Regions from separate parts of the Zea mays genome. Here region 2 is linked to region 1. A link is a contact called in public Hi-C data. All regions are on one chromosome and are shown on one strand. Each heading gives the region's core, a stretch centred on a gene start, on an enhancer-like site or on the middle of the called end of the contact. The rest is flanking DNA. Distances are from core to core; before and after follow the strand shown.

Region 1 (6,446 bases), core at 1,535-4,034:
GTAAGCCTGGAATAGGACTCAGCTTGGAACTCATCTGTCAGATTACCTGTCCCCAAGTCTTCCAAATTTGGGGCTCGCAATAGTATCTTTGAGAGTGTGTCTACTGAAACAGAACGATTCAACCTCAAACTGCGTAGATTTGGAGACCTAGCAACAAGTCTCTCCAACGCACCAGAATTCACCTCCCCTTTGATGCAAGCGAAATTCAAGGAGACCAGCGAAGTGCAGGAATCAGGGAAGGAAAGCCATCTGGGCCCACGGTCCTCCACATCATTTTCCTGCAAATCTAACTCCCTCAGGAGCCTAGATAACAGATAGAAGAAAAAAAGCAGAGTCAACACGTTAACCATGAAATACCATGTAACAACAAAAACTTGACGGATTCAGCTAAAAGCATTCAACTACTACTGATATTACTAATGATAATAATTTGTTGAATAACTGCATGCGAATTTGCATCCAGTCCTAGAAAAGTCATATGCAGTACAGCCACAACACAACCACTTAACTATATGCAATATGGCTAAAACTGTATTAATTCATCAAACTGAATTAAATTATAGAAGTCATACAGCAAAAAATGGTAAAATATCTAAAGAGCAAATGCAAGAACAGATCAAATACCACTTGAATAAAATGGTTCATCACAGTTCAGCTCATTAAGGGAGCATGAGCAGGACAATGCATGACTTGAACAGTTGTAAAATGGAATGAAAACACAATCAGAAGATAAGCTTATAGAAAACTAACAAGCAATGGCACCTAACTGATAAGCATTAGAGAAAATAAAAGAAAGCACAAAAGTGTACTGTTCTAGTTCCCTATACGAAGAAGTAACTGCGTACAACATTGTTAAGGAAGTAAACTGTGACGCTCTTAAAGAAACAAAATTTTCAAGGCGTGATCATTTGCAATAGCTGCTTAAGGACTAAATAATGACATATCAAAAGGTAATTGCATACAACGTTGCCAAGGAAATAATTTTTGATTAATTTTATTAGAAAAAAAGAGTGAACTTCGATATTCTTGGCAAAGTCATTTGCAATGACTTGCAAAAGCTGCTTAAGGACTAAATAGTGGCATCAGTACGTCCTTAAAAAGGTTACGATGCAGATCAGGAAAGGCAAAATGATGCACTTAACAAAAAAGCCATAGAAAACTCTAATAAGGTACTAGCATTTGGAAAACTCACTTGCAGTGACTCGCAATAGCAGCTAGACCATCGGTGCTAAACCCCTCGCAGCTGATAAGGACAAGGACTTTGAATCTCAGGAATGACCGAGCTAGCAGCTCAAGGTTCTCATCAAACACAACCATCCGCTTCATGCGCAACTCCTCGAGACCAACACAGCTCCTTGCTGCTGCATCAATCCATGGCCCTGCGTAGCCACCCCAATCAGGCGGCACAAGGTTGAAGTCTGCAAAGTGAGGCTTCCCCTTCACCGTGAGGGCCTTTATATTGGGGAACCGCAGCACCACACGCTCAGGGCGCACAGCGTAGCAGTTCCCTACGAACACCGCTCGTCGGCTCAGCCTCTCGACCTCATACCACACCTTGCACACAAGGGAGACCGTGTTCCGGTCGCTGTGCGATGGCAAGAAGCTGAAGATGTGCTCTACCACCTCCTCGGGGAAGTAGGTCATGGCGCCTTCCCCCAAGAGGACCTTGTTACTAGGACCACAGGAACTGGATCTGACCCCTTCCAGCCTCTAGGTATCTAAGATAGACCTAGAAGTCAACAAGAGCAAGAGCACGAATGTGATCCGCTCCTTTCCAGCTTCAGGTTTACTCAACTCAGGACAAGATATCAACAACAACTAGAAGCACGTCATCTCGTGCTAAAAATTTTTGATCAGACACCGAAAAGGATGTAATGACAGTCAAACCGCGGAAAGCAATGTCATTCAGTAAGGTCAACTGGGCAAGGAGACCAAGTGACTTTCAGATCTGCAGGCAACGCTGCTTCAGACAGTAGCAGAATCCGCCATACATGCCCGATTTGGCCATGAGACGCTCCATCTACTCGAAATGAGGCGAAGATAGTGACCACCACCCGATCTCTCCACCGAAACCTGCAGAGAGAGATTGGGTAGCCTTCAGCTCCTGCCAACTGCAGGCAACTGCAAGGAAATGGAAACAGACGCCCGAGGGGGCAAAAAATGCGACAGCCTACCTCGCTCAGATCCGCGCCGCCGGACCGCCAGATCTAACCCATGAACGTCTCGCCTACTCGCGGCCGCCTCCTTCCTTCCCACCAAAACCCCGTTAAAAAAAACTCTCCCTCTGGCGACCGAAAATCACTCGCCGCTGTCGCCGTCGCCGCGCCTCCCGGACCAAGTACCCGTCCTGCCTCTGAAGGCGTTCCCCGAAAGGGGAACAGAGCGGGGGTAAATCCCAGGCAACCGCCAAGCGGGAAGCGCCAGGAGGAGGAGGTAACGCGGCGGGGAAGTCCGGAAGTGGCCGGCAGCGGGGAGGAGGGGCGGACGGTGGAGGGGCAGCAGCCGGAGGAGAGGGAGCTGGAGGAGGGACGGGGAAGGGGATGGGGCGAGAGAGACTAGAGTGAGGATATGCTTCTCTCTCTTTCAGGAACGGGAAAGCAGGAAGCGGCAGGCAGGTGAAGTGAGAAGTGGTGAACCGGCTGAGCCGGTCGGCGGTCTGGTCGGACCGGTGGCGCGGGTCGGGATGCGACCCGGGCGGGCGCATGTGTCCCTATCCACCGCTTCCGGATAAGAAGTGAGGGTGTCAGAAAAAGGGCACAAATTGCTAAGCGCACACACAAGTGGTCCCCATCTGTGCTTGGCGGCTATACACCTCTTATTTCTTTTTTCATCGTAGATTGAGTAATGTCTCGGCTTTTAACTCTTTTAACTCTGATATACCATGTTTTCATCATTTATTTGACATTGTATGTTTATCTTTGTTTTCCCTCCATGATAGAATTGTATTCTATGTGATATATAATTTTTGATAAGTAAACGTATTATATCTTCTACAGCTAGAAATCCAGTTCATCAATAACTTAACAAAAAAAATTAAAAAAAGTTAATTTTTCAATAAAATGTTGTTCGTAGGGTTTTTTATTAGTCGAGTCACAAACTTACGAGATCACTATATATGTAATATTTATTAATAAATGTTGAAGTATCTTGATTGTAATAAACAATAGGTGAAATGTGGTATATAAGAAATTATGTGTCTAAAAATAATAATCTTTTTAAAATGATCAACAAACTGATTCCCGACACGTAAATATTTAAGAAACCAATAGCACACATGGATAGGGCTGGAAACGAGCCGAATCGAGCTCGGCTTGGTGACTGAACGAGCTCGGCTCGGCTCGTCCATTTCACGAGCTGGCGAAAGAGGCTCGGCTCGGCTCGACCTTGGCTCGCGAGCTGGCTCGGCTCGGCTCGCGAGCTGGCTCGGCTCGGCTCGCGAGCCATATTCTGGTACTTATCGTTGCATTATTTGGTGAATTAACATTATATATTCATTATCAAAGACTAAAAAATGATCTATTATCCATAAAATTATCTAATATTCATTATTATTCCATAAATTGATCATTTTTGCAAGGCTCGCGAGCCGGCTCGCGAGCTGGCTCGGTTCGGCTCGCTGAAAAAACGATTTCGAAGAAAAGGCTCGGCTCGGCTCGTTCGAGGCTCGCGAGCCGCTCCGAGCCGAGCCGCACCGAGCTCGAGCCGGCTCGCGAGCCTCGAGCTAATTTTTCAGCCCTACACATGGACCAAGACGAGCTACTGCAGCGCGATGATTGCAAGGCACTGCATGGCACCATGTATAGGAGTACAATCGATCGCCGATCGGTGCCCCCAAGTAATTAAGAGCCCACAGGAAAGCAAAAGCAAGGGTCCTGTCATGTCCTGCGCCTGTGCTCGCGCGGCGTGGTGATCTGCAACTTGCGATGGCACATTGGCACACGCAGGACTAGTACGTACCGCAGTCCGCAGGTGCATACGGAGAATGTACGACCAGTCTACTGCGTGCGTCCATCCATCCGTCCGTCTCTCAGCACAGCAGCAGCATTCAAGCAAGCTGCACCTAAAACATTAATATTAAAAATCGTTAATTAATGATTAGATGGCGGATGGACGGACGGACGGACAGGGCAAATGTGACCTCAGCCTCTGCCAAATCCATCAGTCTTTTTTCCAGCATCAGCTTCCACCAGCACCAGTTTTTTTTTCCCTCTTTTCTTTAGAGCTAGTCTGAGAACCCTAATTCCTAAATAATTTCTATTTTTCTATAGAAAAATAAACTAATTTCTTTTAGAAAAATCAAAATTCTTTAGAAAATTGGGGTTCCTAAACTAATCCTTAACCATCTCGACTGCTCGCTGTGCTGTTTTTCTGAACGAGAGGGTACACATGACCTGGCCGCCATCGCTCACTCGAAATCGACCGTCCATGGGTTTGAATTTCGGATGGCATCCAGTTTTCTCATGGAAAAGGTACACATGACCACCTGTTAGACTTTATTCAGTTATTCCCAGTACATATGTATTGAATGGTATTAGAAAAAATTAAGAATAAGTTTGACTTGTTTGAGATTCAAACTCATCTAATCCTACTCAATACATATAAATTGAGAGCTAATCGAACAAGTTCTTACGTGGCGTGAGTCTGGTCTTTGTTATTAGACGAACAGGTTTCCCCGCTCTATTACACACACAAAAAGATTAAAAAACATCAAAGCGTATATGCACGTCCGCTAAAACTGAGAACTAATGGTTGTTCACATTACAGTTAGGCTAATCACAGTGAGGATTTCATGTCCCTGTTTCTAAAAATGCCACATCAATTTTATGGATGTATGAAACACCCTCTCTCAATAGAGAGTTTCATCTCACTATTTCATATGTCAACATACTTCTTAAATATTGCATATAAATAACCAATAGGATTTACTCAATTATATGAAGGTGAAACAAAACACTCTCAGTGGGGGTTTCACACAGTTTCCAAGACCTTGGAAACAAGTTAAGGCTTTGTTCGGTTATTCCCAACACACATGGATTGGATGGGATTGAAAAAAAATGAGAAGAAGTTTGACTTGTTTGGGATTCAAACCCATGCAATCCCACTCAATCCACATGGATTGAGAGCTAACCGAACAAGCCCTAACATGGTTTCATCTCCATGAAACTCCATGAAACTCTTCCTTCTTAAATGATGTGACATGTCATCAAAATAGCTGATGTGGCAGACTAATTAATACATGAAACATCTCATAAAACCTCCATTGTGATTAGTCTTAGCTACTCTCTCTCTCTCTCTCTCAACGTCAGGCAACTGACTCTCAGAACTTGCGGCGCGGGTCTGTCTCAAAGTTTGGGTGGGTATTCAATCGACCCAAACCTAAGTTGTCTCTCCTGGTACCTTCCGAGCAGGCAGAAGCGTTTGAGCCTCCACTCTCCTCTACTCTCGTTTACACTTGTATGGCTCTCCGACCAAATAAAAAACGGAGCGACATCACTTTATTCTACTTTTCAACCAAAAAAATAGAACAGCTCTGTTCTGCTTTGTCAAAACACAGAATAGAATGACTCCATTCTCGAAAACTAGAACCAAGCCAGTCCATTCCAGTTGACTCTCCAACCAAACAAACCCTTAGGCAGTGTATGGTTTAGAATATAGCGTATCCAACAAAAGAGTCTTCTTCTAATATACTGAGTATTGCCACTCATCAAAAGCTATCGAACCCTTTGGCTTGCGAAACAAAATGGAGTCATTATATCTTCCAAATACGAGACAGAGTCATTTCATTCTCAAAAATTGGAACGAAATATTGTCTAACTAGGCACACATGATTCTCGCTTATCCATCTTGTCCCCAAAAACAAAAAAGAAAACGATCTGTAATCTCAGCGTGAAATACTAGAAGCTTGAACAAACGGTTACTTTTAGTTTTCGTAAATCTTAAAACTCAAAAAGATGAGTTTAAATGAAAAGCTAAAAGAATCTGATTTTGTGGACTTTGAGTAGTTTATAACGAAAAATTGTTAATGATTTTTTTAGCATCGAAAGTCTAACGCCAGTTTTTTAGAAAACACTCCAAAAACTGATGGGCTCGAAAAAAACGATCGCAAATCTCTTAGGGCATGATTGATTTAGCTTTTTCTGAAAAGATTTACTCAGAATCTAGATATCGTAGGGTTTGCATACAGAGAAAGATGAATAGGTCCGTATAATTTAGAGTTTAGGAAGCGATTGATTTTTCACGTCGTGATGACTCGATGGATTATACATTCATGTTGATTTGATCAATTTTTACCTAACTGATTTTCACAGGAACAGTCTGAGAAACGAAGCGTTTAGCGGTCAGAATCCACTTCTGACTCTAACTATAAGAATAGGCCGAAAAGCCACTGTTGTTTCAGGGGTATTTGATTCTAGGGACTAAATATTAGCTCGTGTCATATCAGATAT
Region 2 (6,446 bases), core at 1,442-3,941, 190 kb before region 1:
TTCACCTGTAAACCAAGGCAAGCCCCGGTGCATGCAAACCCTTTCTTGTGTTTTTAAATAATTTTTGCACACTTTAAGTCTAGTGAAATGTGCATTAGGTTTATAGGAGTTGCTTGGAAACCCTTTGATGCATTGCCTTCCTTGATATCCATACCTTTATAGATACTTCTTGTGAAGTATCAAAATATGATTTACAAAAATGCTTAGCCCTGCTCAGATCTTGTGGATAGAGGTTGTCTTTTGCATTAAGGCCTAGCTTAGGGGTTATCCTGAGGAAAGATGGCTTCTACCTGCAAGAATATTTTCATTGAGAGCATGGTGGAATCTTACTGCAAAGCTACCTATAATGCTCTCTTCATCCTAAGGAACACAGAACAATCCTAAGGATGGAAGTATTTAACTCGCGACTTGGGCTAGGAACAGGTGATGCTCCGCCCGGGTCAATTAAGGATTGGATGCGTATGTAGGCCTTCTAGATCAAGGACTATCTTAACTGGCCACATGCCCTGGAAATGAGACAGGGTAAGCTTTGCCTCGGGCAGACTAATACCAGAATAAGATAACACGCAATGGGCGTGGAGAGATGGCGAGAGTAGTGTGTACCCTCCGTGGCAAGAGGCTGAACGGTGGTGTATCTATGCTCACGGTTGGCGTGAACCTGATCTGGTCTTAAGAACCCCGGTGGTGAGTTGACATATGCAAGGGTTACGTGCTACATATGTCGTGTGGTTAGAGATCCTCAGTTGAGTAAATCGATTCGGATCGCCGTTATATCCCTGGAGAGTGGAGACTTGATCACTGACTTGCAACCTAAGTCAGGATGTGAACCTCATGAATAAAAATGATGTTGTATTGATGAGATGGTGAAAGTAGACCATATGCAAACAGAGTCTATTAATATTTAATCTGGCGTTAAAATATTGAAAGTAAGGACTCACTTTAGTAAGCTATTTCTGCAAAAGTATCTAAGTTGATTTTTGCTAAAGCCTCTCCTTGATTCCCAAATCCAGCATACCCTTGAGAGTCTTTTCTTTAGTCGGGTAAGACTTGCTGAGTAATTCCATACTCAGGGTTTTATTCCCCGTTGTTTTTAGGTGAGGAAGCAACCAACTTTTGTTGCTTCTGTTCTAAGGTGGTACCAACTTTTGTTGCTTTTGTTCCTACTTGAATCCACGAAATCAACGACGCTTCCAGGTCCGCGCATAACACTAATTACGTGACGAGCGACTTACTAGACTTCACTATTCTACCCGATCAAATTTTATTCTGGCACTAATTCACTACTACGATTTACACGCATGTCAATGCCCCACATTAACAGCGCAAGTATACTAAACTGACGAGAAATATTAAAATGAAAAGCGAGAGCAATGACAGCTCACCAATAATTTAATCCGTCTTGAAGGCCACGAGCAAAGCTATGAGTTCCAATTCCGCCATTACGTCGAGCACGTGGTGAGCACCACGCGGACTTCACTGCCTTCTCCATTCACATCAAGAATTTTCCGACTACATACTGATTTGTTTCCTTCTACACCTAATCTTCTCGAATTTTTGGCGTGAACACATGCCATGGATGGCGTGGTTGTCGCATGGTTGAGCGTAGTGGACGACAGTGAACATTGAAAGTTGGAGGTGGTAAGGACGCGCAAAACGCGACAAACGACACCGGAGCGCGTCGCGCAGGATATGATGTTGACTAAAATACGACACGGGCGAGCTCCGGAGGTGTGCATCAGATGGCGTCGAAGGAGTAAACAGCGTGACGATGCGACTAGCCGGAGCTGCCAAGTAGACGACATGCCGGATCCACGAGAGTTCCAGCACCATGACAAGGTCAACCTGGCTGGGATCTAAGCAGCAGGCGACGTACGGACAGACGGCGAACTTTGTAGCAGGGAAAGGCGTCGAGCTGGGCAACGGCAGGTGACCTTGGCGAGCGCGGATCGGCGCGATGGGGACAAAGGCTGGGCGCAGCTTCCATGGGCGAGCAGGAAATAGGACATGCGGCGGGGCTCGACGAGACGCTGGTTCTAGGGAGCTTATAGGTGTTGCCGAGCTGGGGCTACTTCTGCTCCCAAGAATCCATGGCCAGAGGAGGGAGAGAGCAGGGAGAAATGCGCTGAGCAGGGAAGCATAGCCGGAGGAGCTCGACAGCAGAGAGCTGAACAGGGGAAGCAAGGTGCGCACAGGAAGCAAGGCGCGCACAGGAAGCTGGGCGGCCGAGCTGGAGACTGGGCGCGACGGAGGGAGGAGCAGAGGTCGGGGCGAGCTCGGAGGGAGCCATGGCGATGGAGAGAAGCGTCGGGAGCCAGCTGAGGGAGAGAGAGAAGGATCTGTGCGCTGGAGAGAGAGCGCGGCAGGGAGAAAGAAGATCCGGGCGTGACAGGGAGGAGCGCCAGGGAGGGAGAAGCGGCAGGGAGCGATGCCCCGCCTGGCCGAGCTGGAGGGAGGACCGGGCACCATGGCTTGAGGAGCAGAGAGAAAAGCAGGGGCACGGTTCAGGTGTGTGTGCGGCTAAAGGCGAGGTCAAAGTCGAGGACACACGGCTCGACGAGGCATAGGGAGGGGTGATGGCGAGCTATAGAGCAGCGAGCAGGGAGGGCGCGGAGGGGCGAGCTCGAACCTCCCTAATGGCCGGCGCTAGAGGAAGATGGGGAGGAGATGGAGAAGATGAAGTGCGTGCACGGGATAAGGTTGGGCGGCGGGATTTTTCTCCTAGAGCCAAAACGGCGCGGCCAGGAGGATAAGAACGCGTGCGCGGTGTCTGAAAAAAATCAGGGCTGAGGGCGGCGTGAGGATATTTTCCCTTTTTTATTTCTTCTCTCTTTTTTTACCGAAAATCGCTGATATTTTTTAATCAAGATTTTTAGCGACACATAATGGGTCAACTATACGGGCTACACACCTTATTCTCCGAATCACGAAACGAAAAATCCGAGGATTAACGATTTTGGTTAAATTTTGTTTAGATAGCTTTTGAGACTATTCTGGGCAACACGTAAACGGACCGGATATCGGATACATTATTTGAGACAACACTGTTTTAGTTGAACTCGGATACAAATTCATCCGCCATCTAAACACAGTTGATTTTAGTATCTTACAGAGTGTGCTGAAGTATAAATTGAATCTTAACCTCGCGCACGATTTCTCTCAGATGATGCGCGATTCAGATTATTTTGCCCTGAACATTTTAGTCGTCGAGTTCAAATTAATTTGCCCGGAATAAAAATCATAAGAGTAGGTCGAGCTTCTGAATTCGTATTCGCGCGAGCGATGAATTTTAAATAGGTGCATAACTCGCAAACTTTCAGAACAATTATGTTCCAAAATTCGCGAAAACTTTAGGAGGTGGCTAAATAGACAGAAACAGATGCGATATTAAAATCGCGATAAATGAAGATGATTAGACCTTAATGTCGAATTTATTTACTGATATCACGTGCTTAAATCCATACTCGTTGTCGAGCGGAATATAAACACCAGGGGTGTTACAGCCCTCCCCCATTAAAAGGATCTCGTCCCGAGATTCGGAACAAAAGACTTCTAAGAGTAGAGAAGCATGTAACCCATGTCCATACTAGCGATAACCATAAGACAATTCCAAGCAAAGGTGAGTGTCTCAGGATGAGGTTTCTCTAGTGGACATAACATATATCGCCTTAAGCTAATTTAGAGATGTCCATCATTAGAGACGATGTCTGCCAAAAGAACACATAAGGTTCCATGTGTGTAGTTTGCTTTTTCTGATGACACTGTACTATCTGATGCTGTTGAGCGAGCGATAAATACACGATCTTACCCAAGCAGAATCAGATGCACCGTCTTGGGTAAAATACACAGAAAGAGGTTTACCAACAAGTGTTCATTGGAATTTCATAGTACATAAGACGAGTGTGGATGTCGAACAACATCACAGTCAACTCGTGTTAGCCAAAAAACCCAAGTTCAAGAAAATGATAGAGACTCGAAATTTCACCAGCGAAAGGATCTGTAAATGCGAACTTTACAACCAGTCCATTTTATCCATCATTAATCATGGCTCGACTTGATCACACACACGTTGGAAAACATACGTGAGGCGATCGAGGCATGACTAGAGCTGTGGTTAAGCTGTTAACAGTTAGCTGAGGATGGCAAAGTACCTCATCCAACAAGGTAAAGTTAAGATGCATATGCTCATAATCTTCACTTGATCTTCAAGGTTTTCTTCAGGATAGGCTGAACTAAAGTCAGTTTAGACAACTCGATAAAATGATCTCTAAACTCAATCTTTGTTCACTGGGCAGTTACAAGTTAGTACAACCAACTTGTTGAATTACTTTTGACATTGAGCAAGTCCTCTCAGTACCATCGGTAAGCCAAGGGTTGAGAGTTCACATTTGCTAGCAAAAGGTCATGCATTTGGGTAGAAATCCATTTGGTCATGTGGTTCATCTGTTTCTTCATGCGAGATGAACTGATTTGGTTCAAGAATACATGGATTAAATAAGAGAGCGAATGAACAAACTCCTGCATCTAAGCAGCAGGGGAAATCCAATCTCCATTTTGAGAGCTAATCAGTTGTCTCTCAACACTAAAAAGTTCCAAGGCTTCACCTTTACACAAAGGACGTAAAGGGAACTTGTATACGTAGTCACTACCAAGATCAAAAGAAAAAGACCACACATGAAAGTGGTATGCCCCTTTTGATCCGACAGATATGATAGATGTTGCTTGATCACTTGACAAACAAAATAGAAATTGTTTCAAGGGATGGTCCACGGAATATAACACATCAGTGTAATTCCATAACGGATCATGACTAGAGACCTTGATACCAGCATGCGCCAAGCAGCATAACCTTGTGTGTACATTCACAAGGGGCTCTCAGTTTCGCGGTGGTACCATAAGTCATTAATCGAGACACCATTATCGAACTGGCACCAATAATGAATCTCACATGGTAAGAACAATTTGTGCAGAGACAACATATCGATATAGTCTCATAATGGATTATGACTACTAACGGTGATACCAGCGTGTGCCAAGTAGCGCAACCATGTGTGTGCACCCACAGGAGGCCCTCAGTTTCATCGTGGTGCCATCGGTTTTAGTCATAACACCATTACCAGACGTAACCAATAAGAAATCTCACGCGTCACAAATAAACTGAGCAAGGGTGACAATATATAAAAGATACTCTGCCTATAAGAATGGTTACAAGTAGAGAGTCAAATTGATCATGGTCCAATGAAATGAACAAGGCATGGCCATAACCTAAATTGGATGGTGAGGCAGTATGATGGGACACTGATACTTCAGCCCCAAGCATATTTTTATGCCCATCATAGAGATTATAAGGTCAAAGATTAGTATCTGATTAGATATAGAAGGAAAACAATCATACAATTAAGTTGGTATGCCTTCGATAAACATGAAGAAACCAAAGGCATCAAACTTCAAGAAAAATGAGTGGACATGTCTTCCTAGGTTAGGTTGATAAAGCAACATGGTGATCCTTAAGAATAGGAAAACTAGATAAGGGACATCAGCTTGTGCCAATCGAACAAGGGCATGGTCTAAGATGGAAATATGACAACTAAAACGTCACAGAGTAAATAGCGAGAACACGGACTCGAGATCCTAGCTATAAGCTCATGCACATCTTGCGTTGGATAAAGAAATTATCCAAACATCCATTTGCATGAGTTTAGTCATGGAGGGATAACGGAAAATTCAAATTTGGGTCTTGGTTCACTAAATAAGAACATGGCCTAGTTTAAGGTTTAGGCAAATAAATCATCAACCTTCTATCGGCACATCAAGTACAAGAGCAAACACATATAACACCTAAACAGATTACCCTGAGGAACGGAGGACAACTATTTCATTGAAGTCCATAATACACCATTACACCACATTATGTACAATCACTAGTTACTGGAATAAAGATGAGAGAAGCATTTTGGATGTATAGGTGACAAACATGATGCAACAATCAGGATGCATGCTCGTCTTATTCGTCCTCACTAATTTTGCCAACATAATGTGGCAATAGCGTTCTATATTGGTGGCATACTTACGACTCACGGTATTTTGCTAGTCGTCAGCTACACATACGTTTTCGAGGTTAGTGTGCCTGCAGAAAATTCCATTGCAGCCTAATTTCCCATGATGCAAGATCCACACATGATAGTTTATCACAGTTTATACTCCATATATTGTTATATGGAGGCCAGCTCATCATTAAGCGCCGAGCCACGCATAGGCGTCGTTGCCACACTTTAACCATAGGGCAATTCATTATGGTAACTCACCTTCTTACCTGAGCGTAGGTGCGTCGTTACAAGTACATTACACTTCTTAGTATACCCATGTCTGTATACCCATACACATCCATGGGGTATTGAATTCCCAGAAAAGTAAATACTCCACATCGTAGCTTTCATATATACATATGT

What was found. Hi-C and Micro-C count contacts between places; a contact is called where the count stands out from the background.
Region 2: a contact with region 1 is called in a Hi-C map of bundle sheath, with 2.7 times the contacts expected there. The contact joins the promoter of LOC100192803 here to the promoter of LOC100278846 in region 1. A contact is called at or near these places in 3 of 25 Hi-C or Micro-C datasets (bundle sheath, ear and leaf).

Annotation. Positions count from the first base shown.
Region 1 is chr2:67,293,341-67,299,786 of Zm-B73-REFERENCE-NAM-5.0, reverse strand. It overlaps LOC100278846 (Protein AUXIN SIGNALING F-BOX 3), which reads right to left and starts at 2,784. Exons shown (of 5, transcript XM_008671272.3): 1 at 2,175-2,784; 2 at 1,193-2,073; 3 at 1-303. The coding sequence starts at 1,644.
Region 2 is chr2:67,485,599-67,492,044 of Zm-B73-REFERENCE-NAM-5.0, reverse strand. LOC100192803 reads right to left here and starts at 2,691. Exons shown (of 1, transcript NM_001137996.1): 1 at 1,423-2,691. The coding sequence starts at 2,466. The coding sequence ends at 1,510.